2 separate regions of the Mus musculus genome follow, and region 2 is linked to region 1. The links are chromatin contacts, called in public HiCAR-type maps. All regions are on one chromosome and are shown on one strand. The core of a region is the stretch at or near the end of the contact, and the rest is flanking DNA. Distances in the headings are between cores, read along the strand shown.

Region 1 (7,850 bases), core at 2,822-5,321:
CCCAGTTCCATCGTTGAAGGCATGCAGAAGCCATGACATCCATGGCTCACCAGGGCCTGCCTGCATCTGAGTGGCAGCAGAACTTGGTATTAACTGTTCATGTGACATTGTGGACCGATAGATGGCCCCTATTGAATTTGGTTCAGTTGAGTTTTCGGGACACAGTGAGAACACAGCCATGAATGGTCTTTGCCAGACTCTCACACCAATGACCTCATTTCTCAGCAGTTTTTGCTCCCATCTGAAACGTCATAAGCAGACCTTTTGTTGTTCATGTTTCTATTGGCATTCCAACTTTCCAAAAGTCTCATTGGACGGTCCATTCATCTCTGCCTATAGCTCTCTAATCTCCAGCCTACAGCTTCATATTCTTTTAACATTGTCCCGTAAACAGTTCAGAAAGGCCCAGGAACTACACTGATCATGTTCCTCACGGAACCAACTCACTTCTCAGTACAATATTGTTCTGTGTAGACTTTTATTGTTGCTGTGAGAAAACGTCTGACAGAAAGCAACTTGGGGGATGAAGGGCGTACTTTAGCTCCCAGTTTAGAGAAACATAGTCTATCATAGTGGAAAGGCATGAGGGCTCACAGTTCAGAGTCTATATGCCGTGAAAGACATGGAGGCAGGATGGCTTAGTCTATAGTGTCAGCCACAGAGAAAGGGAAAACCAATACTCATCTGGCCACCTCCTTTCCTCACTTTATTCAGCCTGGACCCCCAACATAGGAGATGGTAGGTCTTCCTTCTTCAGTTAGGCCTGTTTAGAAATGCTATCTTAGGGCTGGCGAGATGGCTCAGTGGGTAAGAGCACTGACTGTTCTTCCAGAGGTCCTGAGTGTAAATCCCAGCAACCACATGGTGCTCACAACCACCCGTAATGAGATCTGATGCCCTCTTGTGGTGTGTCTGAAGTCAGCTTCGGTGTACTTACATATAATAATAAATAAATCTTAAAAAAAAAAAAAGAAATGCTATCTTAGATACATCCATAGTGGTGTTTCCTAGTTGGTTCTAAAATCCAGCTAAGTTGAGAATATTAACCATTACAATATGCTGGGAGTCTGTAAAACATTTTGAAATAGACAAGAGAAATTATATCTCATGGATTGACGGGCTTTTTATGAGATGTGCTGATGTCATCTGAGGGATGTGTACTTTCATACCTGGACTTTACAGCTTGGTAGAGACAGAGATTAACTTTAGAAAGTTGATGGGTACACACACACACAAAACTGATGCCCATAACAAGTCATATAATGCTGTGTGGTAGAGAATATAAGTTTTTATAAATGAGATTTTTCTTTCTTTCTTTTTTAAGATTTATTTATTTATTTATTATATGTAAGTATACTGTAGCTGTCTTCAGACACTCCAGAAGAGGGAGTCAGATCTCCTTACAGATGGTTGTGAGCCACCATGTGGTTGCTGGGATTTGAACTCAGGACCTTCAGAAGATCAATCGGGTGCTCTTACACACTGAGCCATCTCACCAGCCCAAGATTTTCTTAAAACCAATTTGAACATCTTTATTGGTTTCCTCATTAACAGGTGAGTTAAGTAAATTGTTTGGAATATCTTATTTGTATAATATTTCTTTTAAAAACTTTATTGTATCTATTATTATTTTTATTTGTGTGGAAGGTGCATGTGCTATGGCATGGGTGTTAGGATCAAAGGACAACTTTGTGGAAGTGTTTCTCTTCTTTAATAGCCATGTGGGTTCCAGGGATGGTCCTCAGGTCCACAGGCCTAGAGGCAAGCATCTTTATCTGCTGAGCCATCTAGCCATGCTCTACATGTTTTCACTAAGATTCCAGAGAGAACCTGGGTTCACATCACTGAAGAGCATGTTCCAGGCTGTTGAAGCTAAACTGTTTCCTTTCCCTTGGGTCCTAGAAGGTGGACGCTAAGTAGAGGGCACTGCCCCTCTAGCTTTCTTTCTAATGATTTTCAGTTCTTCTTTCTGGTTTACTCATGGCTGGTTAGTTTACTCTCCTCCCACTGATAGTAACAACCACCAGAAATTTTGTTTTACCAGCCATTTGGTAATCTCTTTAAGGGAACTAAAATTTACAGAGATAACCTCCTAAGTAAGAAATGGCAGCAAATCTAGTTTATAGTGCTCTCCGTCTCGGTCATTTATAAGACTGCCACACCAAAGGGGAAGAACAGTGCCTTCTTTTATAGTGCACCAAACTTTAATCTTTCTGATTTTTTTTTTTTTTTTTTTTTTGGACCTGGGGCTGAGACTGTAGAACTAAAGCTGTATGTTCTTTATATGTCAGTGTGTCTGCCTGGCTAGAATGAAAACGAAAAGACTTACATCTGTTTCTGTGAGAGAACAGGATATCTTGCTACCCGCGTTGAGTCACAATAAGTTAAATTATTATATTTCTCCAATTAAAAGATCTGTGTTACAGAAACAAGTACTTTGTTTGTTTTGTTTTTCGTGACAAGGTTTCTCTGTGTAGCCCTGGCTGTCCTGGAATTAACTCTGTAGACTAGGCTGGCCTGGAACTCACAGACATCTCCTTGACTCTGCCTCCTGAGTGCTTCGATTAAAGGCATGCACCACTATTGCCCTGCAAGTATTCTCTTATATAAATAAAATACTTCTAAATTCCCCCAAGTAAGGACATTCAATCTTGTATATTTTGAACATGCAATTAAAAAAAAATCCTCTCTACAGAAATTACTAGTGTAGAAATAATCCAGGTCCAAAAATTGAAAGGGAAATATTTGACAAATAAAATCATATTAGTGTTTGTTATTTAAAAAGCGACTTCTTTTTTTCAGCGTTAGATATAACGAACATGTATATTTTATTTTACATTTTACCTTAGGAAGAGATAACTGCATTTCCCAAACATAATTTAAGGTTTTAAACATGCCATCATTAACATTGTTATGTTTATGATGATGAGAAAATGTAAATTTATTTTAAAGATTGTAATGCAAACAGTAATATTTTATAGTACCACCTATTTAAACTTAAGTCCCTATGATTTATAGACGTCAAAAAGTTTGATTTAGCCGGGTGTGATGGCGTGTGCTTTTAAATTGAGGAGGCATAGGAAGATAGAAGAAAGCAGGGCTTCCTGAGTTCCAGGCCAGCCAAACCTACAGCTAGGCTCTGTCTTAAAGAAAAGTTTGCATTAGTAGGAAACTGGGTTATTTAATGGGTACTCTTTGAATAACATGTCTTAGCATAACTGTAAGATTTTAGTTGGCGGGATGAAGGGTTGGTTGAGTGGCTATGTGTATACTGCTGGAGTTCAGTTCCTAGCACCCGTGTTAGAGGATACACAATAGATTCTTCTGGCCGCTGCAGGCACTACACACTCGCTGAATTTGCTGCTATTTATTTATTTATTTATTTTTGCCACTTGTAAGAAAGTGTAAAAATGACTGCGGCGGTCACAGAAAAAGCTGTGTTACCCATCAAAACGGACTCTGATAGTTTCCTTAAGTGTCTGAATAAGACCATCCCCAATTACTCACTTCCTTGCTGGGGAATGGCAGGAGGATGTTCACCAGAAACAGTTTTTATTGAGCACAGAAACCACAGCAGCAACGAGAAGGGAAAGTTTTGTACCGCGAAGAGAGGACCCGCACCCGCACTTGCTGAGCTCAAAAAGATCACCAACTAGCGGCCGAGACTCTCTGTCCCCTCCTAGCCCCTTCCCGCAGGCTGAGGGCCTCTCCGGACAACTCCGGGCTACGCGTCCCTCTTCTCGCTTCCCGGTAGCTAGGCGATGAGAGGGACTTCCCCCTGAGGCAAACAGACGTCATGTTGTGTCAGGGCGGTCCCCTGAGGAGTGCTGGATGCATTTGGATGACGGTTCCGCAGGCGCCGAGGTTCTGTGAAGGAGAAAAATTTCAGGATATATTCAAGAAAGTATGTATCCTGAGGAATTCTACATTCTAAAGTTTGTTGGGTGAGAAACCACAGCCTTGCCCTATTCAAAGATGGAGGCGCAGCTTTTCTGACTGTTTCACTTTCTCGGGTCAGCCAGAGAAGCGCTCTCTGATTGGCTAGAGCATGGCGCCGCGAAATGACGTTTCGGAGCGGTGACCAATCGACTGTGAGCTGAGGTGGACTTGGCGGTGGAAGCCGGAGTTGAGCTCTGGTGTCCGTGGGGCGCGGAAGGTTCAGTCCCGGTGAGTGGCTCCGGACAGGTGAGCGGCTGGCTCTGCAATGGTGAAGGGGCGCATAGGAGGAGGGCCGAAGCCAGACAGGCCGAGGCAAGGTGGGCTTGCTTATGGGAAGAATCAGAGAGAGTTGATGACCCAGAAGCCGGCTCAGAGTGACTCGTCCGCGCCGTGCCTGAGAGCCGACGGCCGGTTTCTGACTCCTTAGCCCTCGGAATTGGGGTGTTGGTGGTGGTGACTCGAACATCCGGAAGGACCGAATCCCCATGAAAACCTTGAGTTTTGCTTTGTGATAAGTGAAACCAGAAACCAGATCTTCAGTACAGGATTAGGTATTTAACTGTGTCTACAGATGGTTACTAAGTCCTGGAAAGTTATGTCCTGGAGAGCTTAGAGGGGCTAAGATATTTTATTGGATGCCTTTCTTTTATCCACTCACTCATTCATTCATTCTCTCTTCATTCACTCAGTCATTCATCCATTCGGCTATTTACCTCTTCAGATACCCTTACTCGTTGAGAGTTTGATAGGAGCATTTTTCTCAGCACATAGAATTTAATAAAAATACATAGAACGTCAGAGGATTCATGAATTCACTGAAAGCCTCTGTGGATTACGTGTTTAGGATTAAGAAGCTGGTTTAGAATAAATCGAGGAAAGGAGGCAGTGGGAAATAGGAGCAGGTGTTAATATGTTGATACTCGGGGACTTATACATTTACGTAAAGAACTTTATAGAGGGGTTACCATTATTTAATGGGGTTTGCTGAAGTAACTGCTGGAAATGGCGATGTTAGAATGTGCTGTGACTTATTTACTACCCCCCACCCCCACCCCCGCTCCCAGGCGCCTAAGTGCTTTCTGTGTAGTTAGGGTTTTATCTTCTTGTATTTGCCAGAACTAACAAGTAGATGTGTTAAGAGTTTCAGTTGGAACAGACATTTGGGACTTTGTTGTATAGAGTCTGTATGGTAGAATAATTAATTTGCTTTTCTGGGTATGTAAAATTGTCCTCACCCAAATTATTTGCAGGATATATCTATATATCTATATCTATCCCTATGTAACCCAGGAGGCTTTGTACTCTCTTGATTCTGCCTCAGCCTCCCAAATATGGAAATTACAAGAATATGCTTCCATTCTCATTTCACAGGTTTAGTCGTCGTCTTCTTCTTCTTCTTCTTCTTCTTCTTCTTCTTCTTCTTCTTCTTCTTCTTCTTCAGTTCAGTTTTCTGGCTTTCCTTTTTTTAACAGTCTACTTGCTTAAACATGTCATTTGCATGTGTGTGCACCTGTCAAGCCACTCATAGGCAACTTTTGTGATCTTAGGTCTTTCCTTCCATCTTTTTGTGGGATCTGAGGCTCTAACTCAGGCTGTCAGACTTGCGTGGCAAGCACTTTACCCCCTGGACCAGTTCATTTTGCTTTCCGGATTGGCTTGCTCAGTTGACCTTCAGTCACTCATGTGTCAATGTATTTTCAATCACACGTAGGATGCATTTGCTTAACAACATTGGGCTATCCGAGTCTGAAAGCTTCGTCTGAAAGACTTAATTGTTAAAGAGTCTTTCAAGGATGATCATAAGCAAACATGGTGAGGAAGGAGAACATGGTGAGACTCAATACAAAAGCAAACTTCCTTTCATAGTTGTGGTATGCCCACTAGAAATGCTTCAGTGTCAAGCTGCTTCCTGTTAATAACCGGATTCTCAGGTCACCATACAGTTCTGTTCTCTACAGTTAGCAATGTGGTGGGGGTGGCGGGGGGACAAACAAAAATCAAGGTTTCTTGGCATGTGGCATTTCATACAGAATTTACTTTGATTGATAAAGAAAGGAAGGGAATCAGGAAAGTTGTTGGATCATGAAACAGAATTTGAGACTTACCTTTCGACACATAGTTGAAATTGGCTTGTCTCAGAACTGTAACTCAGTACTTGAGTGTTTGCCTAGCACGCACAGGGTCCTGCCTTTGACCCTTAGCATCACAAATAAATAATTACTCGTGATATCCAACTATACAAGTTAACAAATGTTCAAGGAGTTCAACCTCTAACCTTTTTGACTACTTTTTTCAAGTACTACAGAGATGGTTTGAGAAAGTAGCCTGATTATTTTTTTTTTATTTTTTATTTTTGGCCAACTTGACACAAGCCATGGTCATTTTAGAAGAGGGAACCTCAGTTGAATAAATGTCCCTATCAGATAGGCCTGTGGGGCATTTTCTTGATTGATGTATGAGGATCTAGCCCACTGTGGGTAGTGCTACCCTGAGGTAGGTGGTCCTGAATTGTATAAGAAAGCAGGCTGAGCATGTCTTTAGGAATGAGCCAGTACACAGTGTTCTTCCAGCCCCTGTCTTAGTTCCTGCTCTGACTTTCCTGGAAGATGATGGACACTACACAGAAAACACCTGAGCACCTTGGGAGTGAGGGATAGTGTATGAGGGTGGTGTATGGGGGTGGAGTGGTGTATGGGGGGTGGGGTGGTGTATGGGGGGTGGGGTGGTGTATGGGGGGTGGGGTGGTGTATGGGGGGTGGGGTGGTGTATGGGGGGTGGGGTGGTGTATGGGGGGTGGGGTGGTGTAAATTGAAATAAATCCTTTCCTCCTCGGGTTGCTTTTGGTCCTGGTCTTCATCATAGTAGTAGAAAACTAAGGCAGAAAGGATGAGTAATCAACTTTGGGGGTCCAAGAGAAGGTAGTTACCTTTATCCTGTAGTGATGGGCTTTTCTTGGTGGGGTATTTGTGGAATGCTATGTTATAAGACCATCTCCTTGTTTGGGACTGAGTGCTGGGATTTCTGGTGTAAGTCACTGCACCTGGCTTGAAACCATCTTTTTTTTTGAAGATCAACTGAGAATTTTGTATATAATTAAGCTTTATCTTTAGTTTCCTTTTAGACCATGGCAACGTATCTGGAATTCATTCAGCAGAATGAAGAACGAGATGGTGTGCGTTTCAGTTGGAACGTGTGGCCTTCTAGCCGCCTTGAAGCCACAAGAATGGTTGTGCCCTTGGCTTGTCTCCTCACTCCTTTAAAAGAACGCCCAGACTTACCTCCTGTACAGTATGAACCTGTGCTTTGCAGTAGGCCTACCTGCAAAGCTATTCTCAATCCACTTTGGTATGGACTCCTTTAAAAAAAAACTGGTAAAAATGATGAATATAGTAAATTGTTGTCTTTGTCCAAGTCTTATGGGAGTCACTTGATTTTTTTTTCCTCTTTTGTGTTTTGTTTTGTTTTGTTTTGTTTTGAGACAGGGTTTCTTTGTGTAGCCCTGGCTGTTATGGAACTTGCTCTGTAGACCAGGTTGGCCTTGAGCTCACAGAGATCTGCCTGCCTCTGCCTCCCAAGTGCGGGGATTTAAGGCATGCACCACCCCCTCCACCTCCATACCAGCCCTCTCTGGCGGCAGTCATTTGCGTTCTGTAGGAGAGTTTCTAGTTTGGTATGAAAGGTAGATGGTGAGATTCTTAAATGACAGAACCTCCTTGGCAGGTGCCCCAGACAAAATTGGAATCTTTTCTTTTTTCTGTTTTTCCTGAGGCATGAAACCCTATGTAACCCTGTTTGTGCTGGCACTTACTATGTAGACCCAGCTGGCCTGTAGCTCACAGAAATCCTCCTGCCTTTGCCTCCCAAGTGCTGGGGTTAAAGGCACGCCTGGAAGAAAATTGGAGTGTTATGTG
Region 2 (7,850 bases), core at 1,787-4,286, 2.5 Mb after region 1:
CTTGCCTTGAAAGGAACTGGAGTTAATTTAGATGGAGAAAAAGAGAGAGAGAGAGAGAGAGAGAGAGAATTTACTTTATAAAATACATTTTGGAGAAAGTGCAAGTTTGACTTCTATGTACCTTTCTATGCAGTCCCTTTGAACTTTCCAGAAAAATGTTCAAACCATGAGAGGAAATAGTGTTTCGCACTCAGGTTTGTTCTAAAACATAGAAATGCAGAAGAGGTTTGGTATCTCTGGTGACCATCTGCTTTGATTCTTTGGAAGCATGCTTTGCGCATATTATTTCTTTAACTTCCATTAGTCCTATAAGTTCACACTATTCAGTCGGTTCTATTTCCTCCAATATGACTATTTTAATGATTAAAGAGCTGTGTTGCCACACTCGCCAAAAGGAAAAAAGGAAAAAAAATCCCTACAACCCTTAAAAAGAAATGACCTCTTGACTTTTAGCAAAAGTACTTAAGGCCTTTTAAAGTTATATTTAAATATTCATTTGAAATGCTGAAAATATTAATTGGCATAATAGAGTAAATATATTTATTTTACAATAAAACACCGATAAAATTGGTGCAACAACTACGTTCTAAATATGATGGAAACGTATAATTATCTTACTTTTTCTGTATATTATGATAACAATTCAATAAATCACCTTTATTCTTTTTAACTTGCTTTGAAGTAGATTGGTGGTAATAGTGTCAGTTTTACTTGTTTGTTCTAGTACTTTGCCAAGGAGTCCAAATTCAGGTAAAAATACTTTAAAGAAAATAAATACCATGTTTATAGGATAAAAGGGTATGTTTATCAGCTGATTTGGAAAGGCCAGATTCTATATAAAAAGTATTTTATAACCCTTTTTAAAAAATAATGAGCTGCATCTTGGGTTGGGGTCGGGATGGGGGTTGTACTCTTCTAGGATAATATACAATTACTTGGTTGCCTAATAATGAACAAAATATTTTAAAATCAGCATTTAAATGTAAAAACGGTAACAATCCGTATACTTAGTGTTTCGATTCTTTTTATTCCATTTCTCTATTTTACCCAAATGGCAGTTATTCCTCAGCAATCACGTTGCTGTGTATATGATCCACTTTGGGCTACAATTCAATTTACTTTCAATCAAGCATTAACGAAATTGCACTTAGGGGAGGGGCTTTGCAAATTAATCTCCCAAAATAAATTCCACTTCAAGGATTCATCGTGAAAAGCTGGTTGATTTATAGAGATACAAACACCAACAAAGTTTCCGACTTCTAAAACTCTTGAGAGCTTTGGTTAGGAACGTGGTGAATGCGTATTCCGTCAGTCAGTTCTTCCGCATAACTTAGGAACTTCTGAAAGAAGGGAAATCACCACCTCAGAGTGTGGTGTCACATTATTCGGTCCGGGGCTGTTGCCTTCTCCCACCCCCAGTAAAGAGGTTCAGAGCAGCCTGACCCTCTCCGTGACTCATTCGTTCTTATCTCCATGCACTAAAGGGTCAGCATCTGTACATTTCCCCCATCCGTTCTTGCAGTTTCTTGGCGGATCCTGCGAGTCGCAGGCAGACCCTCGGGGCTCATCACCACGTTCTGCCATAGAGCAGGTTGGCGCCGAGCACGCCTCCGCCGTAGTCCCCGGTGGCCGCGTCCAGGGCCGCTAAGCCGCCCCCGGGACCATGCAGAGCGGGCGGGCTGGGCGACAGCTCCTCGAGCTCTGGCGCGGGCGTCGGGGCTTGCGGCTGCTGGCCTCCCTGGCCAGGCGTCGGGGTGCCCGCGCCGTTCTGGCACGGCTTGCCGTCCTTCACCAGCACCGGTACCGCCACGCGGCGCGGCGACGGCGGCGGCGGAGGCGGCGGGGGGCCCAGGCCGCCCTCCTGTTGCAGCTGCTGCGCCGCCTTGTCCTTGGCCTGCCTCTTCATCTTGTAGCGATGGTTCTGGAACCAGATCTTGACCTGCGTGGGCGTCAGGTGGATCATGCTGGCCAGGTGCTCGCGCTCGGGCGCCGACAGGTACTTCTGCTGCTTGAAGCGCCGCTCCAGCTCGTAGACCTGCGCTTGCGAGAAGAGCACTCGGCGCTTCCTTCGCGGCGCGGCCGCGTGCAGCGGTGCCAGCGACTTGGCGGCGTCCGCGATGCCGGTCAGCGAACCCATGCCGGCCACGTTCACGCCCGCCGACGGCCCCATGAACCTGGAGACTGGGGAGGGGGCCCAAGAAGGACGGCCGGTGAGCCCCGGGCCTGCGAGAACCGTTCCCGCCGACGCCCCGCTCGTTTTAAGTGACGGCACGGGGCCCCCGACTGGGTCGCGGCGTCCCACGAGCGCCGCGGCCCGAGCCCCACTCCCTCCGCGCACCCGGGGGCCCGGTGACCCCCGTGCGCCCCAGGAGGTTCCCGAGAAACCCCGCGAGTCCCGGGCCGCCCCGCGCGTCCCCAGCCTGGCCCCAGAACCCCTCGCGAGCCCGAGGCCGCGTGCCAGGACCCCCCGCGCGTCGACCCTCGGGCGCCGCTGACCAGGACGCCAGCACCCTCGCGCCCCGGCTGTGGCGGGAAAAGCCCGCGCCGCCAGCCCGCCCTCAGTCCCGCGCGTCTGGCCCCGCTCACTTGACGAGTAGCGCGGGTCCGTGTTGGCGCCGTACCAGCCGGTGGCCGCGGCCGCCGCGCCGCCCCGCATGCCGTCCGTGTAGGCGGGCAGCTCACCCATGTTGCCCAGGCCGCCGTTGCAGTAGCTGCCCATGGCGCTGTGCGGGAACTGCGAGACGCCGGGAGGCATGTGGTAGGTGGCGGCCGCCGCGGCCGCCGCCGCTGCCGCCGCTGCTGCCGCCGCCGCGTTGTGTCCGGCCATGGCGTGGGGCGGCTGCATGCCCGCCGCCACGGCCGCCGCCTGCGAGGAGGGGCCGCTCGGTGGCGCGCGGTAGGCAGCGGCCCCCAGGGGCGCCCCCAGGCCGGGCGGCGCACCGTCCATGACGCCGCCGAACTTCTTGTAGGTCTCCTCGATGGGGCTCAGGATGTCGGAAACGGAGAAGGGCGTCGTGTGCTTGGGGCTCAACGACATGGCTCGGCGGACGGCCAGGTAGGGGGGCCCGGGGCGGGCGCGGGCGGGACGCGGCGGCCGCTCGTCGCCGCCGCCGCCACTTCGGCCCGGCGGCAGCGCCAGTGGAGAGCTGTCCGCGGCGCGGCGAGCCCCCGAGCTGCGGGATCTCGGGTTTATTTTAGTCCAGTGCCAGGTTTACGACAGACTCGGGGGGCGGAGCAACATCCCCAACGAGCAAACAATGGTCATTGACATCTTTTTCTCTCACCCCCCTTCCAGATAACGGAGGCAAAAAAAGGTAAAGGGCCAGTTGGGTGTTTCTGGAAAAGATTGCCCCCCTTTCTAGCTCCATCCTTCGCGCTTCTATCCGGGTTACCTTTAGCCCTAGAGAAATAAAAACTCAGAGGCCACTGAAAGAGCCACGCTTGTTTCATGCAGACTGTGAGTTTTCCTAAAGTGACTTTGTGGCAAAGTTCAGTAGAACGTCGAGGGGTGGGTGTGTGTGTGGGGGGGGGAGGACAAACAGCTGTTAAGTTTGGGAGGGGGATGCTTTTCAGGGCTCTCTTCCTTTCTAGCTATCAGCCCCTCACTGGCTCCATCATCTAAAGTGTTAAAAATAAAGGGGGCTCTTGGGTCCCACCATAAGAGCACATAAAGAGGAGAGGTACAATGACCGTCCTCTGCCATTGTAGGGCTCTCTAATTTATGCATCGTTAGATCCTTTAAAGCGTCATTTTGTAGGCAACCTAACGGACACTTCCAAATTAGCTCAAAGTATACAAATCCAAAGAAGAGGTACAGCACGCAGAGAGAGAGATGCTGACTTGTAAGTATGGTGCTCCTACTCTCAGGGTAGAAACTGAACAAGATGAAGTGTATTTGCTAAAAAAGTTTCATATTTAATTTGCACCTTCATTACCGCTATATTTTCTTTGTCCTCATCCCCAGAATCTGACTTAGGGTTTATTCTTCTGTCACTATCCTGATATGAGAGAATGAGGGAAAGAGAAAAAGAGGGAAGGGAGGGGGAGGGAGGGAAAGATGGAGGGAGGGAGGGAGAGAGAGAGAGAGAGAGAAAGAGAGAGAGAGAGAATTCAAGTATGTCTACTTGTTTGTAATGGATCTTTTTGGTGGTGTTGGGAAAATAACCTGTTTAAAAAGTATCAACGTTGATGTGGATGCAGAAAGCAGGTTAAAACGACAGCTCTCTTGAAAAAATTCAAACCCATAAGCTGATTTTTTAAAAAAAAAAATTCGTTTCTTGGTATACAAATGTTCCTGCATAACAAAGAACTTATACTTTATGAACTTACAGTAAGTGCAAGACAAAAGACAAAGAAGTGTGCAGGTACCAGTAAAATTGGAAAACATGGGGATGAGCAGGGAAACAAAGACACATTTTAAAAGTTTTCCTCAAAACTGGAGTAGAAGAAAGAAAAGTGTTTCTTATGCAAGATTTTATTGTATCTAAAAACAAAGGCGTGACCACCAAAGTTTAACCTGGACTCACATGCCGTGGAGATCTGAACTGCTCCACATTCTCTTTTTCTTGGTTTCAGCCCTGTGGTGTGAATGCCCTTGATGGTTTTGTCTTATTATTTTAGTCAACATCTGTGTTCATTTCAGTGTCCTTTTGCAAAGAATCTGCCTGTTGTAGGGAGAAAAAAAGACCATATGGTCACTCATGGAAAGAAAATGACAACCAGAATAGTGGTTAATATTTTAAAACACATACTGTGGGACAAAATGCCAGGTCCTAGCAGTTGTTTATAGACATCAGTTACTGTCTTAACAAGATTAGTGTTGCTACATTCTGACACAATGCTACTTTTACAGGTCTTTCCTGGACTTGGGACACTTGAGCTAGGTCACTTATGCTGGAACTGCCTACTTATATTTCTTGAACTAATGATACACAAAGAAACCTTTAGGGGGGGAGGGCACTCAAATGCTGGGATCCTTTTACAATGTGGGTTTTAAACTTTTTTTTTTTACCTTAAATTGTATTCCTTACTACTTACTAGCTTAAAAACAACAAAATGTAATCTTAAACTTTAAACAAAGATAAGGTAAGTAAATATAGTTGCCATAATATCTGTGAATATGAAAGCCTCTTGCAAACCATTATTTTTTTCAAGCTTAGACACATTTCAAACATGAAGCAGTTATCATAAACTTCATGCTGATGAGCTAGCCAAGCCAGAAAACTTGGTTAGAGGTCTTTTTCAGATTAATTTTTTATTTTCAAGTTATATATTTATCTTGTGACATTTTATTTGTAAAACTCCAGTGTGGCAATTTTATAAGTGCTTATACTATATTTTGTTCAGTTTATCAATGCACGCAGATCTGGAGGTTTCCCACTATAAAATGAAAACATAAAACAAAACAGAATTTCTAATGAAATTCACTTTCTGACTGTTTAGGAACATCATAGGCCAAGTAGAATTCTTTTCCTGGACATGAAATGTTCTGGAAGAAAAAAAAAATTCTTAAAATCCCCCACATTTTCTTTTATCAGTTATTTGTGTCTTACCCTAGAAATTTCATACCTTTAAAATATAGTTGCTATTTGGATGTGTGCACGTGAGCTTGATAATAGACTCTGGAGGATGTAAACATTAGTATATCAAACTAATGACAAAATAGTTTGATACTCTGTTGAAGATTTCCATCAAACTCATTTCATCCAATTATTCTCTGCCCAAACTGTGAATGGAAATTTATAGTTAGTGATAGTTAAATTCTATTGACTATATGTCACGAAAATGTATTTCTCAGGAATGCTTTCTTGTTATTTCCTCCCCTTTTCTTAGCACTTAGCAGAAAGAAAGGAAAGAAAGAAACTCTTAAAGAGAATACAGTAGTGAAAAGAGATGGTTCTCCTTCTCTTAATCTAGTCTCCTTTCCCATTTCCTCTCCTCACAACACTTGACATTGTATTCTGCTAGGATTGGCTCCACGTCTTGAAGCACAATACTACTTTACATACAGGGGACAGCATTTGTTTGGTTTTTGGTGCCTTGACTCTTTTTCATAGTTTAGATTTTTGTAGTTTCACACAACACTGAAAACATACCATAAGACAGCCTATAGCAGAAAAAAAATTGCTAGACAAAAAGATTCAATAGGTTTATTCTTTGAAAAAAAACCCAAAAATTGACATTTATTGAAAATCTCTGATATGTTAGCTAACTTACAAAAATCCTAACAAGAATCTAAATTAAACTAAAATTCTAAAATCAGAAGCAAGAGTCTTCCCTGCAATTGGGATTTACAGTTGTCAGGCAGCTCAGCCAGAGCGCCTAGGGAGAGAGGAGAAACCTTGTGACAGACCCCTTTTGAAGTAGAGTTCCAGCAAGAACCAAGAGGGAGACTTTGTCTTTCTATGGTGGCACATAGATTGTCAATAGCTCCTGGATTTCTGCATCAGGGTGACTGTTCTTGAAAATATTACTCTTTGCTGAATAACCAAGAATATAAGTGCTGTTTAGAAATGAGACACTTGCTGCACTTAGAATTAGTTTGGAATACTTGTAACTTATTTGATTAGTGAAATTCTCATGTTGGAGAAGTAGCTGAAATATAACAATTGCGATATTTTTTTTAACTTGGAAAGGAATAACGAATCATGTCAATAGAACTTGTTTTGTGCAGCAAAATTTGAAGGTATAAACAAAATGCTAAGGAGACAAAATGAAGTTTGTTCTTAAGTTTTTGATAATTTTATCAATTTCTGGAATTTAGTTTCCAATTTTGTTTTTAGTTTTCCTAGACACTTTTAGTTTTAATTGATTATTTAAATTATTTTACATTTCTTTCTCGGTTACCCAGTGCCACTTCCATATTTTCTCTATAAAATGCAAAAGCTTTGTGATTTAACTACCTACAAAAAGACTCTTGAATGAATCTGAAAAATATTCAGATATTTTTAGATGAAAAATTGTCTTCTGCTTTCTTACCAATGGTAAGTCTAACCAGTGACTTTGTTTTAAGATAGTACAATTATTAGTAGTACATCTTTCCAACAGCATGAGAACAAATGGAAAATATCAGCAGGATTATCATTGGCTAAATAATAATAGTGACTTTTTGATATGATTACCCCAGAACAAAAACAAAACAAAACAAAACAAAACAAACCCTCCACAAACAAATAATATAAGGCAACCCACTCCAAACAATGTACTTCTAACATTATAGGAAAGCTGTAATCTTAGTTTTTAACTTGCAGCAGAAAATAATAGGGTATATGTGTATATGTATACAAAACAAGATGTATAAGTACATCTACTACATTACAATCTCTTACCTTGGTAATATAAACTTAAACTAGGTATTTACACTTTTCTGTAGTTTTAAAAATAATGTGTTAAAGTTATATATGCTATAGGAAAACTAACAAGATTGAAATATAATTTTTGCTTCTAATTAACAAGTTTATATGTATACCTTGCTACCATAGAAAGTTTAAAACTTTGTTATTTCTATTTATTTTTCACATATTTTACAATGTCATTAAATTCCTGTTATAAAAAAGAATACTTTGAATTTTAAGAAAAATAATTTCTATTGTTTTATGCAGGGAGAAAAATCTAATTTTTCTGTCCCTATACATTCTTAATAGGAACTACTACACATATCCTCTTGTTTTGTTTTATTTTGTTTTGTTTTGTTTTGTTTTGTTTTTCAAGGCAGGGTTTCTCTGCCCTGGCTGTCCTGGAACTCACTCTGTAAACCAAGCTGGCCTGGAACTCAGAAATCCGCCTGCCTCTGCCTCCCACATGCAGGATTAAAGGCGTGTGCCACCACTGCCCAGCCACATATCCTTTAA

The links. HiCAR-type assays count read pairs that join an accessible place to other places.
Region 2: a HiCAR-type map of astrocytes shows a contact between it and region 1, with 2.8 times the contacts expected there. The contact joins the promoter of Nkx2-4 here to the promoter of Sec23b in region 1.

The regions. Positions count from the first base shown.
Region 1 is chr2:144,552,158-144,560,007 of GRCm38.p6, forward strand. It overlaps Sec23b (SEC23 homolog B, COPII coat complex component), which reads left to right and starts at 4,072. Exons shown (of 20, transcript NM_001252544.1): 1 at 4,072-4,167; 2 at 7,050-7,284. The coding sequence starts at 7,064. Gm34292 (a long non-coding RNA gene) reads right to left here and starts at 4,478. Exons shown (of 1, transcript XR_003953925.1): 1 at 2,218-4,478.
Region 2 is chr2:147,082,309-147,090,158 of GRCm38.p6, forward strand. It overlaps Nkx2-4 (NK2 homeobox 4), which reads right to left and starts at 3,037. Exons shown (of 2, transcript NM_023504.1): 1 at 2,587-3,037; 2 at 1,568-2,181. The coding sequence starts at 3,037. The coding sequence ends at 1,568. Gm34889 (a long non-coding RNA gene) reads left to right here and starts at 3,231. Exons shown (of 4, transcript XR_001783500.2): 1 at 3,231-3,314.